2 separate regions of the Mus musculus genome follow, and region 1 is linked to region 2. A link is a contact called in public Hi-C data. All regions are on one chromosome and are shown on one strand. Each heading gives the region's core, a stretch centred on a gene start, on an enhancer-like site or on the middle of the called end of the contact. The rest is flanking DNA. Distances are from core to core; before and after follow the strand shown.

What was found. Hi-C and Micro-C count contacts between places; a contact is called where the count stands out from the background.
Region 1: a contact with region 2 is called in a Hi-C map of Th17 cells, with 2.7 times the contacts expected there. The contact joins two enhancer-like sites. A contact is called at or near these places in 1 of 15 datasets of contacts at CTCF or cohesin (the NIH/3T3 cell line), 5 of 484 Hi-C or Micro-C datasets (Th17 cells, embryonic stem cells, long-term hematopoietic stem cells and 1 more) and 1 of 115 datasets of contacts at active chromatin or transcription factors (bone marrow-derived macrophages).

Annotation. Positions count from the first base shown.
Region 1 is chr8:61,457,357-61,464,006 of GRCm38.p6, forward strand. It overlaps a transcript of Sh3rf1 not described here. Among named protein-coding and RNA genes, the nearest start is that of Cbr4, 27 kb to the right of the region's middle. Within about 2 kb of position 4,730, at least 2 of the 459 cell types and tissues checked have an H3K27ac peak or open chromatin away from gene starts, as enhancers often do. A contact at or near this core is called in Th17 cells, where this site is marked.
Region 2 is chr8:61,064,218-61,071,075 of GRCm38.p6, forward strand. All of the region lies in intron 17 of Nek1 (NIMA (never in mitosis gene a)-related expressed kinase 1), which reads left to right. Among named protein-coding and RNA genes, the nearest start is that of Nek1, 74 kb to the left of the region's middle. Within about 2 kb of position 5,449, at least 1 of the 459 cell types and tissues checked has an H3K27ac peak or open chromatin away from gene starts, as enhancers often do. A contact at or near this core is called in Th17 cells, where this site is marked.

The DNA.
Region 1 (6,650 bases), core at 3,480-5,979, 390 kb after region 2:
TTTGTTTGAGTGATGGTATCCTTTGCCTTACAGAGGTTTTCTATTTTATGAGATCCTGTTTATCAATTTTTGTTCTTAGTGACAATGCTATTGGTGTTCTATTCAGAAAGTCTTTTCCTGTGTCAATGAGTTCAAGGTCATTCTCCACCTTCTCTTCTATCAATGTATCTGTCTTTATGGTCTTTGGTTCACTTGGTGCTGAGTTTTCTGTAGGGTAATAAGTATGGATCCATTTGCATCCTTCTAGATCCAGCCATCTAGAGCGACTAGCACAATATGTCAATGATGCTGTCTTTTTTCCAGTATGTATTTGTGGTTTCTTTATATATAAAAAAGTCAGGTGCTCATAGGTGTGTGAATTTATGTTTGTGTCATCAGTTCAATTCCATGGATCATTGTGTCTGTTTTTGTGCTGATACCATGCTATGTATATTATTATAACTTTGTAGCACAATTTGAGATAGGCCAGTGATACCTCCAGCAGTTATTTTAATATTCAGGATATTTTTTGCTATCTTGAGTTTGTCTGTTTTCATATGTAGCTGCAAATTGTCTTTTAAAAGTCTGTGAAGAATTGTGTTGGAATGTTGATGGCGAATGCATTGAATCTGTAGATTGCTTTTGGTAGGATGACCATTTTCACTCTATTAATCCTATTTGTTCATGAATACTGGAGAACTTTTCATCTTCTTATGTCTTCTTCAATTTCTTTCTTCAATGTCTCAAAGTTTTTATCATGCAAGTCTTTCTCTTGCTTAATGTTACTCTGATTTTTTTTGCTGTTTTGGCTATTGTGAATGATATTGTTTCTTTGATTTCTTTCTCAATCCCTTTGTATATAGGAAGGCTACAGATTCTTGGGTATTAATTTTGCTTTCTGCTATTTTGCTAAATGTGTTTGCCAGCTATACAAGCTTCCTGATAGAATGTTTAGGGTCAATTGTATACAACCATATCATCTGTAAATAAGGATACCTTTCTATTTGGATCCCCTTGATATCCTTTAGTTGTCTTCTTGCTCTAGCTAAGACTTCAAGTTCTATATTGAATAGATATGAAGAGAATGGAAAACTCTTTCTTGTTCCTGATTTTAGTGGAATTGCTTTGAGTTTCTGTCCATTTAAGGTTGATGTTGTCTATGGGCTTGCTGTAAGTCACCTCTATTATTTTGAGGTATGACACTTGCTCCAGAACTTTTATCACGATGAGGTGTTAGATTTTGTTAAAGACCCTTTCTGAATTTAATGAGATAATTATGTTTTTTTTTTCTTTCAGCTTGTTTATATGGTAGATTGCACTTATTGATTTACACATGTTGGACCATCTCTATATCTCTGGAATGAATCACGGTATATGATCTTTTTGATGTATTAGACTAATCCTTGGATGCATATGTTGTTGGTATTTGGAGATAGGCCACTGGAAGGATCAGATGGACCCATAAAGGTGTGCCCTTACATTAGTGTCCAGGCCCTGCAAGCATCATGAGGACATTCCTAGGTATGATGGAGAGGAAGATTTACTATAGATATGAAGGATAAATAGCCAGAGACATCTAGAAGGTGCCAGGCTGAACTGTGCCATGAGGGGCCAGGGTGAGAAAGGGAGAGAAGAAAGAGGGAGCAAAAAGAATGTCTGGGAACCCAGAGACCAAGAGGCCAAAAGCACCAAGAGGTTGGCAGCCAAAGTGGCTGAGGTTATATAGGGAACAGAGGCCAGGTAGTGGAAGCCCAGCCTAGTCCCTAGGCTGAGAGTTTGAGGGTAGGAAGTGGGGTGAGATGTACCGAGGAGAGCAGGGAGGGGGTTGAGGGCCAGGGTCCACTTTGATTTGTTAAACAGGCACCTCAGTTCACCATTTGTCTTCATTTTGAGACCTAACAGAAAAGATCTGCATGGGAAGTGAAGACTGAAACTCAAGTCACAAACCCATCCACCCCCATCCCAACCCCATCTACACCCCTGGCCCTGGGCAAAGAGCCACTTTACTGTTCTTATATCAGTCAAGGGTAGAGCAGATAGCAGTGCTTTGTCCATCCTAACTTGATGCCTGGCTTGGTGGCCAAAGTTGTCCTATACTTAGTACTCATAAAAGTCAAATCAAAGTAAATCAAATCACATCAAATCCAAGCAATGCATCATGGAAGGAGGAAGACAGACAGACAGACACCTACCTACCACCATGCTACCTACAGAGCTGTCCTACAGCATAAGGCACAGGCAAGCCATAGATTTTTGCTTTCGACCATGCAACAGGGGTCAATGTTGGTGGATCATATCACCACAGGAGAACATGGGGTTGTCTCTGATCAGAGCAGCCACCAGGAACTACATGGATGTCTAGGAGCTGTGTATATCTGGCTCCACCCCTCACTGGATGCTGCATTGTGGAGAGCTTGCCCCATCTCTCACTGGTGGCAACACTTGGAAAAGTAGGCCCTGCATCCTGCCCAGTGGAGCTGACCGTGGTGTCAGAGGCATGGGTGAGCCCGCCCCAGGGGCATGGGTATCGAAGGGCTGACCCCTGCTACTTGTCTGCCACGAGGTGTCATGGGTGCAAGAGTGATGCCCTTCACCCCTGCCTCACCCCTCACCACCTGTGGCAGTCAGGAGAACTGGCCCTGAGGTCACGAGAGTGGGTAATGGCAATGGCAGCGTAGGAGAGCTGGCCCTGGTGGAGGGGATACAGATGAGCCTGTACTATGGGTGAGAGCACAGGGGAGCTGGCCCTGTCACTTCTCTCCTGTGAGGTGCCTGGGCGAGGAGGTGAGGTCAGGGAAGACAACCCCATGTTTTCTAGTGGGAATATGACCCACGGACACAGGGGTGATTGGACCATCCCCAAATCTCCATCATCTACTAAGGACTGGGATATATAAAAGGACCAGTCCTGCTGTTTTAAACTGCAGGATCTCCTTGGCACCTGAGGCAGTCAGGAGAGCTGATCCCAGTCATAAGAGCAAGTAAGCTGGTCCTTCTCCTTGCCTCCTGTAGCACTCGAGAACAGGACCTGAACCTCACCTAGGCCGCGCAGTGGTGCTGGTCCTGGACAAGGAGGACTGGGTGAGCCAGTCCCGATGTCAAAGTGAGTTCAAGCAGGCCCTATCACTCATCCGGTGTTAGGTGGCAAGGGTAAGTGGGTAACGCTTTCCACCTTGCCCTTCACTACCTGTGGCAGTCGGGATAACAGGTCCTGGGGTTATGAGAACCGATGAGCTGTCCCTGCCCTTTGCCAGGGCTGCAGCCCTCAGAGAAAGCAGGCCCTGCATCTTGCCTGGGCAACACGATGGAGCTGGTCCTGAGCCTGAAGACACTGGTGAGCCAGACTTGAGGGTGTGAGAGTAGGAGAGAGGCCTGTACCTCAACTGGGTAGCACAGTGGAGCTAGCTCTGGAGGCATGGGTAGTAGTGGGTGGGCCATCCCTGAGGGCAGGAGAGCAGCAGAGCTGATCTGTCTCCTGCTGATGTTGACACTGGGTGGCTTAGCTGGAGCTGTTGCGTGTAATTAAAAAAATTATCACATCAATGTTTTATTTATTTATTATTGGTTATTTATTTATTTATTTCAAATGTGTCCCCCTTCCTGGATTTCCCTCTGCAAACTCCCTATCCCATCCCCCCTGCTTCTATGAGGGTGCTCCCCCACCCACCCACGCATCCACTCCTGCCTCAACACTCTAGCATCCCCCTACACTGGGGTATTGTAGGCCCTTCTCAAGGCCAAGGGCCTCCCCTCCCATTGATGTCCAACAAAGCCATCCTCTGCTACATAGGCAGCTAGAGCCATGAGTCCCTTCACGTATACTCTTTGGTAGGTGATTTAGTCCCTGGGAGCTCTGGGGGATCTGGTTGGTTGATGTTGTTGCTCTTCCTATGGGGTTGTAAACCTTTTCAGCTCCTTCAGTCCTCTCCCTAACTCCTCCATTGGAGTCCCTGTGTTCAATCAAATGGTTGGCTGCAAGCATCCACATCTGTATTGGTCAAGCTCTGGCAGAGCTTCTTGGGACAGCTGTATCAGGCTTCTGTCAGCAAGCACTTCTTGGCATCAGCAATAGGGTCTGGGTTTGGTGTCTGCATATGGGATGGATCCCCAGGTAGGGCAGTCTCTGGATGGCCTTTCCTTCGGTCTCTGCTCCACTCTTTGTTCCTTCATTCCCTTTAGACAGGAACAATTTTGAGTTAATATTTTTGAGATGGGTGGGAGATCCCATCCCTTAACCAGGGGTCGTGCCTAACCACTGGATATGGTCTCTACAGGTTCTATCACCCCTTTGTTAGATATTTCGACTAATGTCATCCTTGTTGGGTTCTGGGAACCTCTTGCTTCTCGGTCCTTTCTGCCCAATAATTGACTCCTGGCCTTCTTTATTGACCACATCAAGGACCAATTAGGGAACCAGACTTTAGTGTCAGCACCTCCCTCTACATTGAGCAGTGCTGGAGAACTTGCCCTGGTGGTGTGAATAGGAAGACTCTTTGGGCTGCCCAGCTCAGTTACCACCTGAGCTCAAATTCAGGACTCTGAATTGATCCACCCCAAATTCTATATTATCTTCTAAAAGCTGGGACATGAGAAAGAACCAGTCTTCCAGTTTCAAAGTTACAGGATTTCCATGACCGGGCAACAACAGGATAACCTGGAAAAGTCCCTGTGAAGATCCAATATTGATAGTGTCACAGAAACCAGAGATCTCGAACCAGACCAGTGACTCATTTCAATGATCATTTGCAAGTGATGATGTGTAACCAGAGGGTTATATTGTGGGATAGGATACACTGTGACATACTACTGCTTCCACTATGAGATATTTTCTATGCTTGCTTTGTTGTTGTTGTTTGTGTGTTTATTTGTTTGTGTCTTGTTTTCAGGGGGAATTTGCATGGACAAAGGGCAGATATTTAAAGACCTGGAGATGAGCGGGACTGGGGTGCATGGTGTGAAACTCACAAAGAATCAATAAAACATGTTTTAAAAGAGAGAAAGAAACTCAAGTTGGCACCACTTTAGCAGGTGCTGTGTCAGAGTTTCCAGAGTCTGACTTTAGGGTTTATTTTTCTTACTCATTTAAGCACAGTGAACTTGGGAAAAAGGTTTCCACGTGACAATTATTACAACAAAGCTTTAGGACCGCTATGTTGAAACTCCCTTGCAAGGCACCCGTGACCCTTACAATAACGAGTTCTATTGACAGATGAACAGTATTCAGGGTGAGGGTCTAGGGAGGAAGGACTTGTAATAAGCATAAAAATGAAATCTCTTGATGGAGGATGAAAAGTATACAGGACCTCTTTCAGAAGGATATTCACTGAGAGACCAAGGGCTTCAACCGTGCTCAGGATTTTAGAGGATGCAGGAAGGCTGGCTCCATAGAATCAATAGTAGAAAGATCACCAGGTTGTTAGACAACATCACTCTAGCCTTCTGCGTCAAAAAGGCACTTCCTTCCCTTGAAGAAAATAGGCTCATGGGTCTGCTTTCTCCATTCCTCCTCTAGGCTGTGCCTCCTACACATTCAGATTAGTGAGCCTTGAGCTGAGCTTCCCTTGCTGTCCTCTTGTCATCCTCTCTGTCACACAACAATACAAGAAGTCCTCCACTAGACACTGATTTCCAACTTCCCAGTTGAAAGCATATTGAAGAATTAACTTCTTTATTTTATGAGTTACCCAGTCTGTGTTAGCTGTAAATGAATATGAAATCATCGGGGCTGATGCTTTTCAGTAAGCATGATGCCTAGAGGTTCACCTAATTTGTTTTGTATTCGTACTTAACTTCACTCTTATTCTTTTTTTTTGTTGTTGTTGGCTTGTACGTCTCACTCACAAAGAATCAATAACACTTTTTTTTTTAAAGAAACTTAAGTCAGCACCATTTTAACAGGTGCTGTGTCAAAGCTTCCAGAGTCTGACCTCAAGGTTCACTTAACCATCCATTCATGCTTTGACAAAGACACTTGGATAGGCCCTGGGCTTTCACTATAACAGATGAAAGTGCTATAAATATTCATGGAAAGATTATTTTGTGTTTGTATAAACATAGGTTTTAATTTCTCTGGGATTAATTTCCCAAAATAAATGATTGCTAGGGTGTGCAGAAAGGACTGGTTTGCTTTTATAAGAAACTGCCAATATCCCCAAATACACTTTATATTTTTACCATCCTTTAAATAAAGTCTCATGTAGCTCAGACTGGCCTCTAGCTCTCTAGATAGCCAAGGATGGCCTTGTGTCTTTGATCCTCTCACCTCTACTTCCCAAGTGCCTGGATTCCAGGCATACTACAATTTGGCATCCTTGGGAGTACCAAACCTTTTCAGATAGGTAAATGAACATCAAAGTATTATAAGAAGTCACACAAAGTTCACACACAGCCTGAGCTGAGTGTGTGAACACAGATAGTTGGCCTCTTTATAGTCTCCAGAGCACTTTAGAAGGTCAGGTAATCATTGTTATAAATTTCTCCAGGTCCTATTGCCAGCAGCCACACATCAGTTAGCAATGGCCATACATGACAGAAAACCCAACTGCAGACATGGAGTCCATTGAAATCAGAGAAAAAGATGTCTTGACATCAGTGTATTCAGAGGCTTAAAGATGACAGCTGTCATCACCCCAGGAATCATGGCCACATGAAGAATTGAGAAATGGCTCTGT
Region 2 (6,858 bases), core at 4,199-6,698:
GGGACTAAATCCTTAGTTGTTTCTTACTATATGTAATGATCTCCCTGGGAATTCTACCTACAGCGGTGTGTCATGTATGTGTAAGTCAGCCTACTCCCTAGCATTCTGACCCTGGCCTTGCTCCATTCTGCACATTCATTTCTCCAGACTGCTTTGGCATTTCATTTCTCTTGTGCTTTCTTATAAGTGTCATATATTCTTTTATTTTCACTCATGTATGTCTGTGGGCATATGTCCTGATACATGTCAGTGCCTTGGGAGTCCAGTGAGGGCATTGGATCCACAAGGGCTAGAGCTACCAGTGATTGCGAGGCCCCTGACTCTGAGAACCAATGTGTAGTCTTCATCAAGAGCAACAAGCACCCTTAACTGCTGAGCCGTCTCCCCAGCTCCAGCACTTTGTTTATTGACATTTGCTTTGTAAATTACCAGGAAATAAGAATGACTTTATTTTTTCTTCTCCAGTTTTATGAATTTTAATACATATATATGCATGTGGGCAAGTTACAGAAAAACTCCCACCATGTCCCAAGTTTTTGGGTTTTGTGGTTGTTGTTGTTATTGTTGTTGTTGTGGTTAATTCCCTTTTCTTAAAAGACCTTTGTGTGGGGGCTTAATTAGGGTTGTCTGTGTGTCTAAGGGTTTGCTGTTACTCACTGGAGTATGGAGACCGCATCAGTGACACACAACTGAGCCAAGTCTGCTCTTCCCTCAGACTCCATCAGCAGCTTAGTTCAGCATGGCTTAGTCTTTTCTGTTCCTTTTCTTTTTCAGATAATAATGTGCCACAGTTTAGCAACTTTTAACAATTTACATTTATTGGCTCCTAGTTTTTGAGAGTTAGACCATTTGTCTAGTCTCCTGTACTCCCTCACAAGGCAGTAAGGTCAGTAGTACTACATTCATATCTGAAAACTTAACTGGGAAAGGGTTTTACTCCCAGGCTCATTCATGTTGGCAAGAAAATTAATTTCTTTATGCTCAGTGAATGAATGAATTTCTTTATGCTCAGCTGCTTGCTACAGTCTTGGTTAAGGTTTTGTTGATGTCAGAATTTCAACATGGCCATAGCATCTCTTATAAAGGAAAACATTTCATTGGGGCTGGCTTACAGTTCAGAGGTTTAGTCCATTGTTGCCATGGTAAGAAGCATGAAGCACACAGGCAGACTTGGTGCTGGCAAGAGGTATATGTGAGTTCTACATCTGAATCAGCAGGCAGCAGGAAGAAAGAGAGCCACTGGGCCAGGCGTGGGCTTCTGAAACCCCAAAGCCCACCCCTATTGACACACTTCTTCCACCAATGACATACCTACTCCAAAAAAACCCACACTTCCCAATAGTGCCCACTCCCTATGAGCCTATGGGGCCATTTTCATTTAAGCCAATATACTCCCTATCAACTGGAAATGCCTCTTAGTTTAGAGGGGCCATATATGTTCTCAGAGGTCACCTTAAGTACTTTAGTACATGAGTCTTTCCCACATGCCTTCTGTTATCAAACAACTGCAGTCTATGTAGAGAGTCTGATACCAATGCAGTTTCATTTCTTTTTAATAAGTGCTTCTATAGTACTTCTAGTTTTATCCTTTTATTTTAAGGTACCTGAATGAGAGTGAGACATTTTGTAGTGAATATATACTTGTTCATTTGTTTTTCTTTTTTGAAAATCTTACCAAATGACCACTTTTAACGTTATTATTAACAGTATAATTTTGATATGTCTGGATCAGTTATGTTTTATCATTTTATATTTGCTTTATCTATTTTTGTTCTGTTTTTACTCTTGCTACGTCTGAGTAATTTTTAATATTCTATTTTAATCAACCCTATCATTGTGATTGTATCTGTATTCATGTAGCTTTTCAGAAGTGATTACCTCAAGGGCTCACAATGTATATAGACTATTATTTTTCACAATATGCTTATAAATTATGTTAATTCAGTAGTGTGATGGCTAACTTTACTTAACGTGACACAGCTTAGTTACCTCTGAAGAGTCTCAATGAGATATTGTCCACATTGGGTTGGCCTGTGGGCATGTCTTTATGGGACTGTGGTAAGTTAATTGATGTGGGAAGACCCAGCCCACTGTGGACAACATTATCCCCTAGGTAGGAAGTCTTGATCTCTATGAGCCTAGGAATTGAGCTAAGCAGCAAGCAAATGAACATGAGTGTATTTCTGTCTCTTTCTGCTCTTGACTGTGGCTATGATGTGACTTGCTGCTTCAAGCTCTTGCCACTGTGACTTTTATGCAGTCATGAGCTATATAACCTGGAATTATAAGCTAGAATAAGTTTCCTTTTCATTGGGACCTTTTATTATAGCAACCAATGAAATTAGAACAGATGGGAATGGAAAAATGTTGCCACTATAGTGGTTCCTTTACTCTGTCCTTGCAACCAGGACATGCTGTGTGTGTGTGTGTGTGTGTGTGTGTGTGTGTGTGTGTGTGTGTGTGTGTGTGTGTGTGTGTGTATGTTGCTAGGTTATTGAACCCAGGAGTTTGCACGTGCTGGACAAACACTCTTTCACTGAGCCATACTTTCAGCCCTTGATTATTCCTTCCTATTGCCTTATATATTTAAGAACTAAGAGAAAAGGAACATTTTCCATAATGATTGTTCCCTTCCATCCAATTTTCTAAGCTTCTTATATCTTTTCTGTCTAAAATTCCTGTTTATTTACTCTCAACCTTGAAGAAATTTTTTTTAAAATTTATTATAAAGAATTTGTAAATAAAAAGCATCACTTAGCAAAATTAAGTAGACTAAAAGTCTGTCAGACACAAACACAGAGCCAGAGAGAACCAATTCCTTTAGCCGTGTTTTATTAATTGGTAATATTTTAATGAAACAGTCCCATGTTCTTTAGGCAGGGAACCTAGTTCTGAGCAAGACCCTTCTCTCCTGGCTTCCCAGGTGGCTTGAATCACAGGTGTGGACCACTGTAACCAGCCATCTCTTCAGAACAGTTCTTCTAACTGTAAATTCTCTCCATCTTACTTTGTACTAAGATATCTTAAGTTTGTCTTTATTGAATGGTCTCATTTATAAATCCAGTATCTATATTGGGCTGAGAGTTTATTTATTTGAGAAATTGTGATTCAACTAATTTTTATTCTTTGTAGTTTTTAATGATACTTATTCTCCTTTTGAAGATTTTCTTCTGTAGTTAATATTTCTCTGGATGCTTTTAGTTTACTTTTAGCTCTTAGTTTTCAGCAATATAATTAGGTTTTCTCTGGATGTGGGTGGGCTTTTAGGCTCAAGCCACTTTATTATTTTGATATCTCAATTGTGAAGTATCGGCATTATAATACATTATTTGTTTTATTCATAGATGGTTTTGCATTAAATTCAGGTGGTTTTCCAATATTATTACCATTATTTCATTTTAAAAAACTTTAATCTTTGTCAAGATCTTCAGTTTCATTTGTCAGTGTTCTGTGTTTTGAGAGTGGACGTTGGATTTTGGTTGGATGGTTGGTTGGTTGGTTTTGTTTGAGGGCAGGGTTTGAGATTAAATCCAGGATTTTGAACATGCAGGACGAGCACTCTGCCTTCATGCTGTATCTCCAGTCCTATCGTGGATCTGAAATAGTCACATTATATTGTCAGGTGTTTAGAACATTGGACTTCTGACAGATAACAGTAGAAACCTGGATGTGACTGTACAGAGATGGAGTTAGGGATGGAGGGCTCCCAGGAGACGACTTGTACAGTAGTCACTAATGCACATTCATAGCATCATTCATTCATATGTTTTAATGGTGTGACAATTTTCACCTCTCAGAACTGCTGAGTTGAATTTATGTATACTAGAGTACAGGAAGTGATACTACTTATTATAATCTTGATTCTTCAGGAAATAATATTAACATCAGAGATTTAAAGTTGTACCTAATAAATATTTTCCATTAATACTGATACCCATGATGTGTTTAAATCATTTGAAAATGTAAATATATTTACACTGGCCTTTAGTTTTATTTATTTGTGTATGTGTGAATGTAATAAGCTTGTACACAGAGATCAGAGGACAACTTGGAGTAGTTGGTTTTTACCTGCTATGTATGTTGTTGAGGCAGGACTTCTCTTGTCTTTGTTCTCTATAATTAAACACTAAGTTTCTATAAGAACAGATAAGTGTATCCAATAATAACACTGCATTTTATAGTCCTGAGTTTGCAGGTTTCAGGAAGTATTGGTGTTGGGGAAGTGACAACATGACAGTGCAGAGTACACGTGTGTTTTCAGAACCAAGGTTTCAGGGAAGTTGTATGATAGGATGTAATGAGCACTGCAAGAACACTTCAGGTTCATTGTACATGGGATTCTCAGTTAAGTGTTAGCCATGTGGGCTAGAAAATACTGTGAAAGAGAGTGTCTAACCATTTAACTTATCTGGGCCCATTATCATCTACAATTTCTAACACTTGAAAGCTGTGCAATCTACCTTACAAAACAAATTACAGGGAAATCCCATAGTCTCAAAATTTTGTATTGGGCTGTATTTTTAACTGTCTTACTTTCCTGTAACTCTATGGATAACTGTGTATCTTGTAAAAATTGGCCCACATAAACAATGATATATGGTAGGTTAGAGGGAACCCCAACTTCATATGGTACTACTACAGAAACTGAGACATGTCTTAGTTAAGAGTTTCATTGCTGTGGAGAGACCCCATAACCAAGGCAACTCTTATAAAGGTCAACATTTAATTGCTTACAGGTCCAGAGGTTCAGTCCATTATCATATGGTGGAAAGCATAGCAGTGTCTAGTTAGGCATGGTGCTGGAAGAGCCAAGAGTTCTACATCTTATTCTGAAGGCTTCTAGACTGACTTCCAGAAAGCCAGGAAGAAGGTGTCAAAGCCCACCCCCACAGTGACACACTTCTTCCAACAAAGCCACACCTCCTCATAGTGTCACTCCCTAGGCCAAGCATAGTCAAACCACCACAAGGTAGAAGGATCATTTAAACCTAGAAATTCTCAAAGTCAACCTTGGCAATACAGAAAGACCCTGTCTTCAAAAGCAACAACAACAAATATCCCTCAGTCATATAGCATTTTTCTCTTAAACTACAAAGTTTAGAATTTATTAAACTGACATTTGAGTAACTTAAGTGCAACAAAACTACCTCAACCATTTTCTGAATTTGACTTTACCATTCTTTTTGCAGTATGATCTTATTCTTAGCCCAGATGTTGATTATGACCAATGACTACAGTCAAAAACCTAGAATTTGCCTTTGCCTTTCTTTGTACTACCATATGCATATCTACCAAATGCCAGCGTTACTAGTTCTCTTTCCTCACTAACTATTATTGAGCCCTTTACTTCCTGTCTTTTTTTTTACTTTCTGTCTTACCTTAGGCATTTCTTCTTTTGACTCTTAAGTCTTCAAAGTAGTTTCCTAACTTATACTCCCTCTAGTCTCACATGTATCTGTCATTTATTCCTGTATATGTGTGTAGTAAACAGGTGCCCTAGCACAAGGCTCCATCACCTACCCACACATCACTCCTTATGTGCTCTGCTCCTGGGTATGCCCTGTAGTGCAAATGATGTGCTCAGGCACAAACTGCCTCACTTAGTGAATTTGAGGAGGGACTGGAAATATAATTGTAAGTGACAAAAAACAATTGTAGAAAAGTTCATTTCTATGAAAACATGCTGTATGCATTCATACATACATATAAAAGGATATATGGGAGATAATTTCTTTAAAATTAAGGTTCTCAAATGCTAGCTTTATAATGTTTAATGTTTTTTTTTAATTTTTTAAAGTTTCCCCGTAGTATACCACCTGTATTTATGAGAAATATATATACATATACATACATATATATATACATATATATGTGAAGTAGATTCAATCAAAAGTAATTTTTAGAGAAAAAAATTTTTAATGATCAGAAGGCTCCATTTGAATCATTTCTGATACTACTAGTGACCTTAGGGGAAAAATTTAATTATAATTGAATTAGAAAGCAGATTTATAGAGGGTTAAGAAAACTGATTGACACCAGGAAATGGAAATAATCACTACATTTACCACACACGGATAATAATAGATGGAAAAGTGGACCATGAACGCTTTACGTTGGAAGAAACGTTAAACATGGTTGTAGAAAGTAGAAAATTGGGTCATCTGAGAGTTTTGCTGAAGCATGTCGATAATTTCCAGTAAGACAATTCCATGTTAACAATGAATTCAATAACAAGAATGTATTTGAAGATGAGGCAGTTTGTACCTAAGCTTGTCATTTGCACTACAGGGCATACCCAAGAGCAGACTTTGATTTAGGTCTAAGAGCTAAGATACAGCATATTTGTGGAAGCCAGAGCAGTGAATATGAGAGCGGCGGGGGGGATTGATTGTGTGTATGGCATGTATTGGATTTTTTTTTACTAATTATTTTATTTGTCTACATTTCAAATGTCCCTCTTCCAGGTCTCTGATCCATGAGTCCCCCACCCCATCTTCCTCCTCTTTGCCTCTAAGAGGGTGCTCCCTCAACCATCCCCCCATTCCCACTTCACCCATCTAGCATCCCCCTTCTCTGGGGCATCAAGCCTCAACAAGACCAAGTGCATCCCCTCCTACTGAAGCCAGACACGGCAGTCCTCTGTTACGTATGTAGCAGGGGATATGTACCATCGTGCGTCCTCTTTGGTTGGTTGGTTAGTTCCTGGGAGCTCCGAGGGCTCTGATTAGTTGATATTATTATTCTTCCTTTAGGGTTGCAATCCCCTTCAGCTACTTAACTTCTTTCCCCAACTCTTCCACTGGGGTCCCCAGGCTCAGTCCAATGGTTGGATATAAGTATCTGCATCTGTCTGCCAGG